Regions from separate parts of the Mus musculus genome. Here all the other regions are linked to region 1. A link is a contact called in public HiChIP or PLAC-seq and promoter capture Hi-C data. All regions are on one chromosome and are shown on one strand. The core of a region is the stretch at or near the end of the contact, and the rest is flanking DNA. Distances in the headings are between cores, read along the strand shown.

The links. HiChIP or PLAC-seq counts read pairs in DNA pulled down with a chosen protein or histone mark. Capture Hi-C pulls out chosen DNA fragments and counts their contacts.
Region 2: a promoter capture Hi-C map of adipose tissue shows a contact between it and region 1. The contact joins the promoter of Rsph3a here to the promoter of Cep43 in region 1. A contact is called at or near these places in 4 of 39 promoter capture datasets (the C10 cell line, the HPC-7 cell line, hematopoietic stem and progenitor cells and 1 more), 3 of 115 datasets of contacts at active chromatin or transcription factors (CD8 T cells, embryonic stem cells and stem cell-derived neural progenitor cells) and 1 of 9 other capture datasets (adipose tissue).
Region 3: a contact with region 1 is called in an H3K27ac HiChIP or PLAC-seq map of microglia, with 7 times the contacts expected there. The contact joins the promoter of Sft2d1 here to the promoter of Cep43 in region 1. A contact is called at or near these places in 5 of 39 promoter capture datasets (the C10 cell line, the HPC-7 cell line, hematopoietic stem and progenitor cells and 2 more), 2 of 484 Hi-C or Micro-C datasets (the G1E-ER4 cell line and pre-B cells), 7 of 115 datasets of contacts at active chromatin or transcription factors (the 230-238 cell line, bone marrow-derived macrophages, embryonic stem cells and 2 more) and 3 of 9 other capture datasets (adipose tissue, liver and pancreatic islet).
Region 4: a promoter capture Hi-C map of adipose tissue shows a contact between it and region 1. The contact joins the promoter of T2 here to the promoter of Cep43 in region 1. A contact is called at or near these places in 4 of 39 promoter capture datasets (the C10 cell line, the HPC-7 cell line, cranial neural crest and 1 more), 1 of 15 datasets of contacts at CTCF or cohesin (pro-B cells), 2 of 484 Hi-C or Micro-C datasets (B cells and nephron progenitors), 4 of 115 datasets of contacts at active chromatin or transcription factors (the 230-238 cell line, bone marrow-derived macrophages and memory CD8 T cells) and 3 of 9 other capture datasets (adipose tissue, liver and pancreatic islet).

What each region holds. Positions count from the first base shown.
Region 1 is chr17:8,163,201-8,167,148 of GRCm38.p6, reverse strand. It overlaps Cep43 (centrosomal protein 43), which reads right to left and starts at 1,631. Exons shown (of 12, transcript NM_201230.5): 1 at 1,451-1,631; 2 at 1,172-1,225. The coding sequence starts at 1,552.
Region 2 is chr17:7,943,115-7,946,871 of GRCm38.p6, reverse strand. Rsph3a (radial spoke 3A homolog (Chlamydomonas)) reads right to left here and starts at 1,258. Exons shown (of 8, transcript NM_025789.5): 1 at 569-1,258. The coding sequence starts at 1,062. The region is part of intron 4 of Gm1604a (predicted gene 1604A); the gene reads left to right.
Region 3 is chr17:8,309,782-8,313,370 of GRCm38.p6, reverse strand. Sft2d1 (SFT2 domain containing 1) reads right to left here and starts at 2,268. Exons shown (of 8, transcript NM_134114.2): 1 at 2,086-2,268. The coding sequence starts at 2,148. 4930506C21Rik (RIKEN cDNA 4930506C21 gene) reads left to right here and starts at 2,253. Exons shown (of 5, transcript NR_073374.1): 1 at 2,253-2,354.
Region 4 is chr17:8,371,076-8,374,617 of GRCm38.p6, reverse strand. T2 (brachyury 2) reads right to left here and starts at 2,222. Exons shown (of 11, transcript NM_001161832.1): 1 at 2,115-2,222. The coding sequence starts at 2,222.

The DNA.
Region 1 (3,948 bases), core at 382-2,881:
AAACTTTGCCTGTTAAAGCAGGAGAAAATCAAGAATAAAACGATTTTAAGAGCAATTAAACATTTTTGTGCTCAAAAGAGCCAGCAGAAAAGAAATCAAAGACACAGTATTTAACTAAGGAGATGAGAATACATAGCAGACAAAACCAAACAAATTATATTGGCAAGACCGAGCCTCTTCTCTGAAAGTAGGAGTACAGCTAGACGGATACAGGTAACCTTCCTGAACTGACAGACTGGGATAGCAGCAACAGGGCACAAGTTAGGACCCAGGAGCTTCTCTTGTTCCTGTGAGTGAAGGATCAGGTAAGAAAGCTAAAGGGGACCAGACGGGAGAACCCCAGACCCTGCTCAGTTACAACCCACCACTACGGAACTCACACAGTCACCTGGCTAAGTGACTTTTCTTTGGCAATGCTTATGCAGAAACAGGTTAAGAAAATAATTCACTGGATCAAATGATAATTACTGTTTAACTAGAAAGCAAAGAAACATGAGACTCCCAAGGGTGGACAATGGGACCCAGCCTGGCCAAGAACCAACCAGTAAGGATGAAGAGGAGAAAGTTAAGAGCAGGTAGGTTAAACAGGGCCACAGCCGTGGAAGGATGGAGGCAGATCTGTCACACAGTAAGACTTTGATTCTCCTGTGATTCTTACTGACAAGGAGTTACAGGACATTTACTCAGGATGGTTGCTGGGGCCTGGGGTAGGCAGAAAAGCCAAGTTATTAAACATTCAGGTCTCACTAGATTTCTTTTTTGGGGGGTGGGGGGATAAGATCAGAGATGTTTTTAAAGTAATGGTCAGATTTTTAACCAACCAATCAGAATTTGGGAAAAGGTTCCAGTGTGCATTCCTTACTGCCAAGACATTTGAAGTGTACTAGCTTATAAAAATTTCAAAGTAATACTTCCGGTAACTCAACGAACCGCTTTCACGTGACTCCTGCACCTGAGCCTTAGCTACTACTGTCTCCCGAAATTCCTGTGCTACTTTAAGGCCACTCTAAACGTGCAAAATGATTTAGAAAATGAGTATTGGTAAAAGCCCAATCCTTAGCCGTTCAGAAGCATCCCCGGTTAGTTACTGAACTATTTCAGGACGGCTTTTCATTTATTAGAAACCGGGCATTAAGAGGTACGGCATGAACAAGGTCTGGGGATCTCTTACCTCTACTTTTTCTTGTTCTTCTAGTGCTAAAAACACAGCCGCTCTGAGTTCAGCCTTCAAAAAAAAAAAAAAACCACAAGATTATAAGTCAGTTTCGCAACCTGAAAGAACGGGGGCAGACACGAGGGTGCCGGCCGCGCGGGCAGCGAGCGATGGAAGGCGACGGGCCTGTGCGCTCCACACCCGGCCCACGAACTCGGGCCAAGGCCCCACGGCCGCGTGGCCGCCTCGTGCCGGCGTCCCGCGCAGCCCCGAGCCCCGGCGGCCGCCCCGCCGCACCTTGATGCGGTTCAGCACGCCGCTGTTCTCCAGCGTCTGCACCAGCAGGTCGCGCAGCTCCGTGTCTTCCTCGGCCACCACCGCGGCGGTAGTCGCCGCCATCTTGCTTCTCCAAGACAACCACCCAAGCCGCGCTAACGGCCAACGGCCGCCGCGGAAGCCACCCGGCCCGCGAGCGCGCAGTCGCAGCCCCGCCCCTCACGCGGGGAAGAAGACCTACGGGGTGGGGCCTTCAGGCCGGTGTTTGGGTTTCATGACGCGAGGGGCGAGGTCTCAGCGTGTCGTTTATGGGCGGAGCCATGGACACGGGGCGGGGTCAGGCTCTGGTGACCGGGTCAGGCTCTGGTGACGCGCTCTGTGGCATATTAACAGAATTATATTAGAAATTTCACTAAATTGCACTTAATTTCCCCATTCCTGTGCGAGAGAAGAGTCCACTTTGGCTGAACTTACTGGCTCGACCCGCTTAGATGGCGGTGTCGGGGGGAGAGGCTCTGGGAGGGAGGGACAAGAGGAACTGCGGAGCGGAGACTCCAAGTGGGCGGAGTAAACTGCGGGGCGGGGCCTTCCAAGGGGTTGTTTCTAAGCGTGAGCAGCAAGTAGGCATTCTATTCTCGCCTCTGTGCGTGTATACTCGCTCAGCTTAAGCCGGTTTTGCTCGGCGGCGGGGTCTGCTGTCTCTGGAACCTTGCTCTTATTCTTTTGAAAGAGCAATCGGCCAGGAGAGGAAATTCCAGGCTGCCTCATACATGGGAAGCTTCAAACGTGTTGGCTTGGAACTTCACAAAGTTTCCCCATACCGGTCTGTAAAAGGGTTGTGGACTCATTTCCAACCACGCAAGTGGCCTGTGCAGTATGAATGCATATTCACGTAGGAATAAAGTTAAACGCTTTCTGTGCTGCTTTTTATGAGAGAAACTAGAAGAGTGGTTTTTTTGTTTGTTTTCCTACATCTTCCAAGAAAGGAACCATTGAGAGGTTAATTTTTAAGCCTGGCCTTAAGGAGAACAGTTAGGGGGTTAGAAGGGTCACACCGAACACTGAGGACATTGGTTAAGAGGGAGCAAAGAGTACTTCCCATGCTGGCAGTCTAATTACAATCGGGGCACAGGAAAGGAAATGGGTTTAATAGATCAGGAAAAACTAAGAGGAGTCCTTGTAGTGTGCAAACTTCAAGCTAGGGCCAGATGAAGGGGAGAGTGCTCCAGTAAAGGAAGAAACTCGTCTGTGTGCAGTGAAAGCAGCACTGGTGTAGTTGGCAGAAGGAACCAGGAATGGGGGTTGGGAGGCTGGTCCAATGCAGATGACACACTACTGTGGAGAATGACGGGCTTGAGGCATTAGCTGATCTGTAGATCGGATACTCAGAAAGGTCTGAAATGCATCTAATCAATACTTTCAAATTGAGTGGCTATCCTGTTCTAGACCCTTGAAGATTGAGAGGCTTGAAGATGTTGAAAACTATCTCCCACAGCCAGGCAGCCATCAGTCTGAAGCCTTGGAGTGAGCCCTTGAGTGAGGACGGGGAAACTGCAGCTGGAGGGCCTGGAGGGAGACTAGGGATACTGAAGACCGAGACTGTAACTTCGCTGTGATTGCAGTGAAGATGAGACCTCCACAGACTAGTAAGGGCTGGGTGAGGTCATAATCGGTGGGCCAGTGTCCCAAACCCTCCCAACACAAAAAGGGTCTCTTATCAGGAACTGAAGACACAGACCATCTTGAACTTCCTCCAGAGACTAAGTTGGGTTTCTGTTGAAGACACCTGGTCTGGGGTATTTTGTATGGCAGCCTGAGCTGCCAAAGCCAGATGGCTTCCCCAAGAGATGGTACTCAACGGCTGTTGTGTTGGGAGGTTTGCTGGCGAGGAAGAGAGGGCACTCCAGACAGAGGAACTGGACGGACTGCAGTCAGGACCCAAAGGAAAATTACTGTGTCTATGGAAGTAGCAAGATGCCCATGAACATATAAATACACACATACCTACACATAGTAGTTTGATTTTAATCTGTCCACAGTGACATGGAGACTGACAAGGGCTTGGGTCTGCAGGGTGACTTGGAAGCTGGAGACCGGGGAAATCTGTTCCTGAGCTAGCCTGCTCAGTGCCCAGGGAAACTGAAGCTGACCCTGGAGTATGTTCCTCTTCCCACCCCCAGTGTAAAGGCCAGAAGCAAAACACACTCTCTTATTGAAGAGACTAAGTCCTTTAAAAAAAAAATTCGAGACTGGAGAGATGGTTCAGCAGTTAGCACATACTGCTCCTGCAGAGGACCCAAGCTTGGCTCCCAGCACCCACACTGGGCAGCTTACAAATGCCCGGAACTCCGGCTTCAGAGGACCTGACACCTCTGACCTACTTGGGCACCTGTACTCATACGCTCATACCCACTGACCCCCTCCCCAAACCAAAAATCTTTTAAAAAAATAAAATAAGGATCGGAAAAAGGCTTGGTGTTAAGAGTGCTAGCTGCTTTTTTTAGAGGATCTGTGCTCGA
Region 2 (3,757 bases), core at 9-2,508, 220 kb after region 1:
TAACAGGTCTGTCTCAGGCCTGGCTGAGGGTTACAAGTTCAACCACCACTTCAATTTACACTGAGCACTTCCTATGTGTTAGGCAAGGTTCTAGGTGAACAAAAGGTGTAGAGCGAAAGCTTGCATTCTCAAACCCTGCTATTCCAAAACGTGAAGCTTATAGAAAGAACTCTGAAATCTTTATTACATATACAGGCCTGAATATTTGCAAACATTCACTAGGGTAACTGTATGTTTTATGGTCCTGCATGGAGGGCTAACCTAATTCCACCCAGTCTGGTATGAAAGGCTAGCTTTATGTGGCTGGCTTTCTCAGTTGGTACATGCTATCCTCTGTGCTTCATTTTCCTCATCTGCATGATGGAGTGACACCAACTTGGCCGAACTGTGGACTAAGAATGTGTAGGTGAATGCCCCCGTATGGTGTTTGGTGGTGTCCATAACCATTCGTGTACGTGTCGTGGCTCAGACCAGCTGTGCCTCTGTTTAACCACATAGCTGTGTAGACACGGGAAAGCAGAAGGGATGCAAAAACGGAGACCAGACAGGAGCTACTTTGGTCACTCACGGCTGCAAAATGCTGTCTCGGTGGCGGCGGCGCTGGCAAGCCACGGCCCGGGGCCTGCTGGAATAGGTGTAGAGGCCTGAGGCCTCGGCTGTCCGAGGGTTAGGGTCTGTCATCGCCGAAGCCTGGTTGAGCGTCGAACTGCTTCCCCTCCGGTGAAGGTGGGCTCTGAAGCAGGTTGGGGCTAAGGAGTCGTCGTAGTCGGAGACTTGTAAGTAGTGCCAAGGGCAGGGATGCTGCGACCCGAGAGGACGCCGCTCTCGGAGAAACGGGCGGAGCGCGAGGGGGACAGTTGCGCCCCCATCGGTTGCCGAGCAACCCGAGGTTCCGCCTGGAGGCAGGAACTCCAGGCAGTTCCGGCCAGCTGGGTTTCCGGAAGGGTCTGTAGTAAAGGGCACTTCCGGCTCGCGGCCCCGCCCACCTGCTGGTCGTCGGGCGCGCTGGTGCAGTGGCCGCTTCTTGGCAGGCAGGGCCGCCCAAATGTTGGTGGCGGCCATTGGGGCGAAGGTAACGCCGTTTGGCCCGGCGCGGGGGCTGCTGTCAGCGCCATCCCAGCAGGCCCATGTGCTCCTGATCTTTCAAGGGCCTCCCCCGGTCGTTTCTTCTCCTGCCACGCCGCCGCGCTCCAGGCTCCCCGGGCGGTGACACGCCCTTGGCAGCCTGGCTCCCCGCTCTGTTACGCGCTGGGGCACAGGCGGGCGGGGCGGGCTGTCTCCTGTTTCCCGTTTCCTCCTCCGCTAACTGGCGTGGATTGCCACGCCTGCCTTCTCCACTCACCTTGGGCTCTCATTGGGCCATCCTTTGGACTTGTAACGTTTGGAAAGGGCTGGGTAGGTTGTTGATCAAGCAGGTTTCCTTTATGCTTTCATCCTGCAGGCGACCAAGAGCAACGCGTTTTAGGATTTAATTTTAAAACTTTAAAGAGGTTAATTTTTTTTTAATGTGTAAAGTGTATGCATCCCTTGTGATTATGTGGGTTTGCAGTTAACACCTTCAGTGCAGCTAAGTCCTACCTTGGCTTTAATCGCTCTTCTGCAGTGTACTAGCCCAGCAACACGTGGGCGAATGGTTATAATTTCTGTGCTTATATGCTTTGTTTTTCCAGTCTACAGAAGTAGAATTTATCCCTTAGGGTTTGTAAGGATTTAAAGTGTTAATCGAAGCTTCAGTACTTAGAACTGTACCTGCAAGTTTACCGTTTAAAGCAGACAGTCACCATTCTATAAGTATACTAAAAAGTGTGTGGTAAATGCTATAGACAGACACTGCTGAAGACTTTCAGTCTGACTGATTTTGAGGAATCTTTTGAGAAAGTGACATTGAAGTGAATATAATGTCGAGGTTAGCATCTGGGGAAAAGGTACCTCTTGAATGTCGTGGATGGGGCCATTTCTTAGAGGCTAAAAGCAAGCTTGTCGATCCGAGTTTGCACCAGAACCCACACGGAGTAGCAGAGACAAAATTCAGACGCACACACTAACAAGTGGGTGTGATCAGAGGTTCATAAGTCTGAGATGTAGAAATCCAGGAGGGTGTGTGTTGACGACTTGCAGAAATACTAAAGAAAAGTTGACATAGGTTTGTAGAAATGTTGAACAGTTTATCAGAATGTTTTTGCCCCCTTGGAACAGGAAACCAGTTCCAAACAGCTAAAGCAATAAAGTGTTCTCTCACTTAAGTTCAGAGATAAAATCTGGGCTTTGAGTACCCTGTTGTCCAGGAGAAAGGGGGAGCAAATGAGTTATTTAACTAGGGAAGAGTGGGTACTGAGTGGGTAGCTAACTGTGCCATCCAAGCCATAACTGGGGTTTATTAATAATGTGATAGCTACTAAACGTTCTGTAGGTTTCTACCCACAGTCTGGTTCTCTTTATTTGACTCCCAGGGCAATCTCATTTACTTCTTTGGTTATAGTAGCACTTATATATTTGTGATAATAAAATCTTTTGTGGAGAGTCTCTCTCAGGTGACAATCCCAGATATCTGTGTTTGGCATGATTGTCTTGCATCCAGTTGTCTGAAATTCGATGATTTGGCCCAAAGGATTTTGAGTATTTGCTATATGACAAGCACTAGTCAGTCATTGGAAACTAAAGGTTTAGAAGTTTTGTTTGTCTTTTTTTTTTTTTTTGTAATTTAACACTTTTGCCTGTGTGGAATTTATATTTTGATAGATGAATCGTAAAAAACAAGGCAAGGGAGCAAAATTTAGCTGTTATAAGAACCAAGAGAAAAAAAGTGCAGCATGAAAGGTTGGGTATAGGGACGGAGGGATTTTAGGCTCATTAGAGAAGGCTGAAGAAGGATGCTCTCCTCCCAGCAAAGATGAGAAGGCGGTGAAGTAATGAAACTTCAGACTGGCAGAACATTCCATATCAAGGAAGCAGCAGGAACAGAGCTCTCAACATCAGTCATGTTCGAAGACATAGAGTGGGTGGAGCCTTGAGGACGAAGACATAGAGTGGGCAGAGCCTTGAGGACAAAGGGAAAATGACATCACTAACCACGTTGTCAGTTCCAAAAGTCAGTGGGAAGGCTTGGGCATTTACTCGAGGGTTAAAGACCACTATGAGGTTTGAGTAGAAGTTTGGCAGTTTGTTTAAAAAGGACCCTCCCGACTCCGGTTTCTTCATTGAGAATCAACTACTCTGTGGCAGAGGCAAGGAGACTGTTACCCAGTTTTCCTGGCCAAGAGGGGGACAGAAACTAGCATTCAGGGGGCAGATAATCTGGGGAGATGCCTGCGCTGTCCTGAAGGCTGAAACAAATGGACCGGACATGGTCATACAAGAAGGAAAGAAGCCAAACATGATTCTTAAGGGCTATGGGTAAATGTTGCACAATGTGCAGAAAAACTTGCCCAAATGTCTTGGCTGATTTTGTCCAGAGAGGATTAAGTTAATATGAGGCTCACCCTCAGGTCCTCACTCATGCTAGCCAGGCCAGTGCTCAATCGACAAATGTACTTTCCCAGTTTAAGAATTTGACCTTACTGTAGCTGGCAGTTAAGAGTAAGAGAAGATGGCCTTAAGGATTTAGACATTTCGCGTGTGCATTTTATTGTCTTTTTCATTGTTGTTCCATCTTTGGATGAACTTGAACTGTGTATGTAATTTTCTTTTCATTTCATCGTAGAATTCAGCAGGTAACTAATTAAAAGCCAAGCAAATTATCAGGCTGTCCTCATTACAG
Region 3 (3,589 bases), core at 1,019-3,518, 150 kb before region 1:
CCATGACATTCTACCCCTGTCCCTCATTACTGTCATACCTTTCATTCTCGGAGAGCAAAATATTTATACATATGAAGGAACAATAAATCTTTAAAAAGGTAAGAAAATGGGAGTACTGGATCAACACAGCTGAGGCTTCCCCGTGAACAGGCTAAGCTCCCACGCCCTCTTCTCAGAGGTGGCCCTACTTTGAGACATTCTGGAAACTTGAGATGCTAAGGCCGACTTGACAGAAGTCACTCCCTAGGGCTGACCTCTCTCCTTCCTGGAGCTGGGAAGCGAATCCCCTCCCACACGTCTATCCAAGAACTGAACTGTCCACCATACCTTCCCATCAAGATGGACTAAAGCTCTGAAATGGAACCACGACATACCTTCCCTCTCCTTGAGCTGTTTCTGCCAGGTACTGTGCTCAGCGATGGGAAAGTGGCTAATACAGTATCACTCACTCACAGTGAATCGAAACCCTCTCCACAGCCTAAGAGACCCAATGGGACGCAGAATCTTCCACCTCCTGCCTTCCTGCCTTTGTCTCCTACCTGTGTCCCTCTTTCCCTCTGTTCCAGTCACCGGCCCAGCACACACAGAGGCCACCCCTGCCACTCTCTCCTAGTTGGGAGCTCAGGAAGAGCTTCCCTGAGCTACCTGAGAGGCTGACTACCCTATGCACTACGGCAACCCTAAGCTTCCCAACCCACTCTACCTGTTCCACGCACTTTCCACTAACACTGTAACCGTAGCACCGGAGGCCTCTATCAGTCACTGTTATTACATCCACAGTGACAACGGATAACCACCTAACAGTCTATCACCACCAGAGCGTTCCACCTTTGACTGAACTCTTCTTTACACAATCTCCTCTCTTCCGGAAACAGCTCCAAGGACCAAGTTCACTTCTTTGTCCCCAGGATTTACAAGAGCACTGCCTGACAACACTCCAGCAATGTCTGAGCAGCAGCCACATGCTACTCAACACTTAAAAACGGCATGCACCACTACGGAAATAAATTCTACATTTTAATCTGTTTACATTTTGAGTGGCTACATGTGGTCATAGCTACAGCAAAGATCTAGAACAAAGAGTGGAGCATGAAGCAGTTGATACTATCAAGCACGGTGGATAAGCCATATTTACAGCCATTGCTGAAGTGACTATGTACAGGTCTTTTGTATTGCAATTACAATACTGATTTCAGTTCTCAGGAGGCAGAGGCAGGAGGACCTTTGTAGCTCCAGGCCAGTGAGGGCTACACAGTGAGACTTTGTCTTGGAACAAACCCAAAAAGAACAAACAAACAAAACACAAAATACAATATAGAGTTCACTTGTCTCAACACGGGCTACCTCAGCCCTGCCAACAAATAAGTCAGAAAGGAAAAACGAACAAACAAAACATCTTCATGTAATACAAAATCAGGCCCAGGTCTGTGCCAAGACACACCAAAATGTGCTAGCGTGCAAAACACAAAGCAGTTCCTGTTTGCCTATTTTTAATTCTTACTGGAGGAAGTAAGTCTTTATCAAGTCTCATGTCTGGGTCACAAGCAAACAAGGGCTCTGTTAATTAAACAAAACAAAACAAAACCATGCATTACTAAGGAGGGCTGACTTCACAGGCAACCTTTGGCACGTCCGTGCTCTCCAGTCTCTCGCCCAGATCTCAGCCTTAATTTTTTTAAAGATCTATTTATTTATTATTTATTTATATGAGTACACAGCAGCTGTCTTCAGACACACCAGAAAAGGGCATCAGATCCCCATTACAGATGGTTGTGAGCCACCATGTGGTTGCTGGGAATTGAACTCAGGACCTCTGGAAGAGCAGCAGTCAGTGCTCTTAACCGCTGAGCCATCTCCCCAGCCCCAGATCTGTCTTGAGACCTGGAATGAATGAGCCGGCCACAGGCAGCCTGGCCCCGAGGCCTGCTCGCTGCAGGGGCGGCGGAACTTGGTGCAGGAGGGGAGGGCGCAGAGAAAGGCCATGGCAGAGAAGCGGGGACCGGACAGTCCCGGGGATCCGGGACCGACTCCCCGAGAGCGGTTCGCGGTCCCCTCTCCCACTGTCGCCGCGGCCGAGGACGTTACCTGCGCCGTCAGGCCTTGCTCCTCGTCGTCCTGGCCGCTCAAGACGCGCCGCAGCTTCTCCATAGCCCTGTCCTCTTGCCACGCCGCCGACCCCTAGCTCGTCCGGCCCCCACGCCCACCCGGAAGCCCGGAATCCGCACCTTCAAGCGCCGGCCGGAAATCCGGACTTCCGCTTCCTTCAAGCATGCGCACCTCCTTGCTCTTTAATCTGCTGGGGCGGGCCTGATTACGTCACTTCCGGCGCGCCCACGGGTGCCCGCAGGGGGCTGGTGAGTGGCTTTTCTTATCCTCAAGATCGTTCAGCCAGCCAGTAGGGAGGGACACAGTTAGAGCTGTCTGTCCGGCCTGGTGCAGAGAAACAGTGTCCAGTTGCATGACTGTCCAGGCACTGAGTGACAGGTCCTGCCCCGATTGTTTTGGGTTGGAGAGATGGTAATGAAATGGCCTTTATTTTAACGATTTCACTAACAGCTTCCTCCTTAAAATTGGATCAAGAAAAAAAAAAGGGTTAATTGTCAATCCTACTGCCTCGCGAAAGGCAGTCATTACTAGAGAAGGGGATCTTTTACAGATGAAACTGCTCCAGCGTTCTCAGGGAGTTAGACCTGAACGAACAAAAGTGCGAAAGCCCCGTCCCTTTGCCCTTTGAAAGATTACAAAGATGATAACGAATGTACAATAAAAATCGTCCTTGATGTCCAATAAAATAGTTTTTAATATGGCTACACGTTTTCCCTTTGAAGTATAGTAACTTCTATATTAAAAAATCTGATAACAGTAGTTATGAAAAGTCTGTTTTTCAATATATATGAAATTGCCAGTACTCACAATATAGTTGAAACCTCGATTTGAAGGAGTCAGTATGTACTTGAAATAATTAGTGGCAGTTTAAAAATTCTGGTGACATATACATGGATCTTAATGTCACAGTGAAACCCATTAATTTGTACAAATGATAGGGTGTTAATTATAGTAACAAGAATAAACAACGATCCTAGAATGTGTTGCAGACAGAAAGCTATTTAGTAACCCAGTTTTGCCTGAGACTTAACCTCTTAGTGTTCTGATTTGATATATATGTGACCCCACCCCCTTCTGTCATTTGCCTGTGTGTCTGTGTACCATATTCATGCACAGCCCATAGCTATCAGAAGAAGGCATCAGATTCCCTAGAACTGGAATTAGGGAAGATTGTGAGCTGCTGTGTGGGTGCTGGGAAACTGAATCCTCTGGAAAAGCAGCCAGTGCTCTTAACCACTGAGCCCATCTCTCCAGGCCCCTGTCATTCTTAAGGCCGAGTACGATCTTATGTAGAATAGAGACCTTGGGCAACACACATGTCTTGAAGTGTAAATTGCCTGACAAATTTAATTATATAGAACAAAATGTAACTATTAAAAACAAGGACTGAGGGCTTGAGAGATGGATCAGAGGTTAAGAACACTGGATGCTCTTCCAGAGGCCCTGAGTTTGATTCCCAGCACCCACTTGGTGACTTCCAACC
Region 4 (3,542 bases), core at 973-3,472, 210 kb before region 1:
AGTGTGTAAGAGTAGGTGTGGTATGGGTGTGTGTGTGTGCACAATGTGTATATGTGAAGGCCACAGTCAACCCCGGGTGTTGTCCCTCAGGACAGCCTGGAACACACCAAGCAGGCAAGGCTGGCAGGACAGTGAACCCCAGGGATCCAGCCATCCCTATTTCCCAATGCTACAATCACAGGTTAGGTGTGCGCTCACACCTGGCTGCTTATCCTTGTGCAGAAAGCACTTGACTCTCTCCCCAGTGTACAAAGAGGTTTTTTTAAAACAGGGACAGTTCACTCTGAAGCTCCCATGGCTCCACCCTACACCATGAAGCTTGGCTTCTGTCTCGCCATCTTTTTTTTTTTCTTATTGGGTTTTTCAAAACAAGGTTTCTCTGTGTATCCCTTGCAGTCCTAGAACTCAATTTGTAGACCAGGCTGGCCTTGAACTTATAGAGATCTGCTTGCCTCTCCCCCACCAAATGCTGGGATCAAATGTATATGTCACCACCACCCAGCTTGGCCATCTTTTAAAATATGTCTTCTTGGTCTTTGTGTGTTCGAGTTTGTATATGTGTGCCTATGTGTGGGCCTTCAGGGGTTGTGAGATGGGTGTGTGGCATTGAAGACTAAATCTACGCGTTTTCTGGTACTGAACCATGGGGGTTTGGTTGTTTTAGAAGTCCATGGATCTCTCATTAGTATCCTTTAATCTGTGAACAATAATGAAGGGGGTGTTTTTCTTCATTGTGCTTAATTAGAAATCTAGTCAGCCGTGAGATACAGAAATCTGGGGCAGTTGGTGATTGTGTACCACGAGTCTCAAATGCCTGATGTATCAGGTGAGTACCAAGCAGGTCAAATGAATTCCTTCCCAAATAAGACCACTCCCTGTCCTAGAGCACTAAGACTCTTGAGATGGCTTCATGGTTCCAATTCTTTCCCTGTCTTTGCCAGCCCTCATTCTTCTGTCTACGCTGGTGCACAGGCCCTAAGCTCACAGCCTCAGCCCATTCACCACCAAACAGAGGGGTGAATTGGTACTGCTTGGGCCCAAACGGCAGAATCGGGGTCCCAGGAAAGAGTCTGTACACTCTGGTCTTGCTCCTCAACCCCACATGCTTAGCCGTGTCCCTGTGCCCTGCAGCCTGATTGCTGCCCGATACATGCAGCGGCCACTTCTGATGCCGCCCAGTGTCTCCCATCCACCACCCACCTTAGTGGCCACTGGCCTCCTTCAAAGGAACCAAATTCCCTCCACCAAGTCTCCAAAACTAACTGCCTGGCCTGCTCTCCCTTCATTAGCTGGGGATCCAGAGGAGTGGGAAGGGTCCTCCGACTCAGAACCGTGGTCTCAGTATCTACCTGAGGTAGAGACACAGTCTCCCCTCTAGACCTCAAGTTTCTGGATTTTAAAACTCAAGGGTAAAATAATTAAAATAGGAAGGAAGGAAGGAAGGAAGGAAGGAAGGAAGGAAGGAAGGAAGGAAGGAAGGAAGGAAGGCAAGCCAGGTGGGGGTGGCACTGAGTTCTTGGCCAGCCTGGTCTACAAAGGGAGTTTAAGGGTAGTCGAGGCTACACAGAAAAAAACCCTATCCCGAAAAGAAAAACCAAAAAAATAAATAAATAAAAAAGAAACGATTCACAGAACACAGGAGGGTTTGCAGAGTTTGATCCTTGGTGTCACAGTGACTGGAATGGACGCCAGGGAAGCATTTGGGGCCTGTTTTAAGCCACGTGTGTCCCTCGCTTCAGAAATGCTATTTCCTCTCAGCCCCACCAGAGGGCGCCGTAGAACAAGGAGCCTTTGTTCATAGACTTTCCATATAATTCTTTTGAGCTATTTTCATTCACCATGCGACCTCGGATGACAGACTGAGACTGATTTTAAGAAACAAAAAACAAACAAACAAACAAAAAACAAACAAAAAAACCCAACAACTTTGTTGTAATTTTACGTTCTTACAGTTTTAATTGTCTGGAGCTACTGACTGCCGTTCTAAGTGTGCAGTGGTATGTCCCGCTGCTCATTGTAGCTTTGTGGTCAGAATATTTACTGAGCCGTTAAATAGAGAAAGATCAAAGACAAGACTGGCTCCCTTTGTTCACAACGACACAAATAGTGGCTACCTGTTCCGGCAAGGTCTGCTGTGCTGCCTTCTCTTTGTCCTCCACTTGGGTGTGACACCCCCTGTGTTTCTTTGGCGTTTTAAAATGGTCTCTCAAGATCTGGGCCATCCTGTCACAGGAACAACAACAACAACAAAAATGTGCGTCAATTTTAAAATTACAGCATTTTAAAAACAGAGTTAGACTTTTTTTATACTGTGACGTGTTGGACAGTTAGCTTGCCTGTGCCTGTGTGTACCCCAAAACAAAAAGATGCACAAGCCAGTTCTGGAAGCAGTTAGGAAACACAGGCAGAGAGCCCTTTCACAGAGTACACTGAAGCAGCAGCTCCTTGATGCTGCAAACTGGCTGAGGCTCAAAGTGGGCAAACCACAGGAACAGTTACAGAAAGTGAGGAAGCAGGCAAGACAATTCTGAGTCTCCCAGACGCCCCTGGAAAGGAAGTTGCTTTTCTAAGCCCAGCAGCCGCATCCTCTAGGCAGGGAGGGGCTACAGGACCACAGCCGCTGCCTGGCTCTGGCTGGCCACATGCTCCGCCTCCAGCCCAGCCCCCTCCCACCAAGCGCGCTCCTTCTGTTTCTTGGCTTTGTGATTCCCAGCAGCAAACCATGCTCTGTTTTCTGTAGCTGAGCAACGGGGCTGAGGGGTGTTGGATGGTGGAAAGAAGTCCTGGCAGGTGGTTTGTCAAAGACGCTGGCAATGGGGGCAGAGCATTCTTAGGGCTTATGTGGGAGACTGGCAGTCATCGCAGACTGCTATCACAGGGCTTCAGATTCCACCCTTCCCTTCCCTTCTCTTCCCCCATAGCCACCTATATAACCCCTTCTTGACCTTTTGCAGGATGCTTTCTTATACAGAAGGTTGAAACAGGAACTGGATAGACACCTCCGAGATTAAGAGCGTGCATGCTCTTACAGAGGACCCAGCTCCCAACCACCAGCTCCAGAGGTATCTAATGCCTCTGGCCTCCGACTGCATGCACAGGAACATACAGAGACAGACATGTATATACATAATTAAAAATAGTTTTAAAAATTGAGGTATGTGATTCATATACTCAAAACTCCCCCCTTGAAAGCCTGTGACTCAGTGGGCTTTCGGTGGGGTTTTTCCAGAGATGTGCGATTATCACCATAATCAAGCTGTGAGCATTTTGCTTGCCCCAAAAGGAGCACAGCATCCCAATACCTGCAGCTTTATCTATGGCCTGGCTTTAGAGAATTTTCAGGCTGAGTCTCGGTCCCCAGTAGTCACAAGTTGAAGCCCCAACCTCAGCACCTCAGAATATGGTTGCATTTGGAGACAGGTCCTTGAAAGAGGCCCACTGAGTTAAATGAGATCACAGAATGGGCCCCGATCTAACCCACTGTCCTTGTGAGAGGAAACGTGGCTACACGGACACACGCATGCATGAGGAGCCACCAGGAG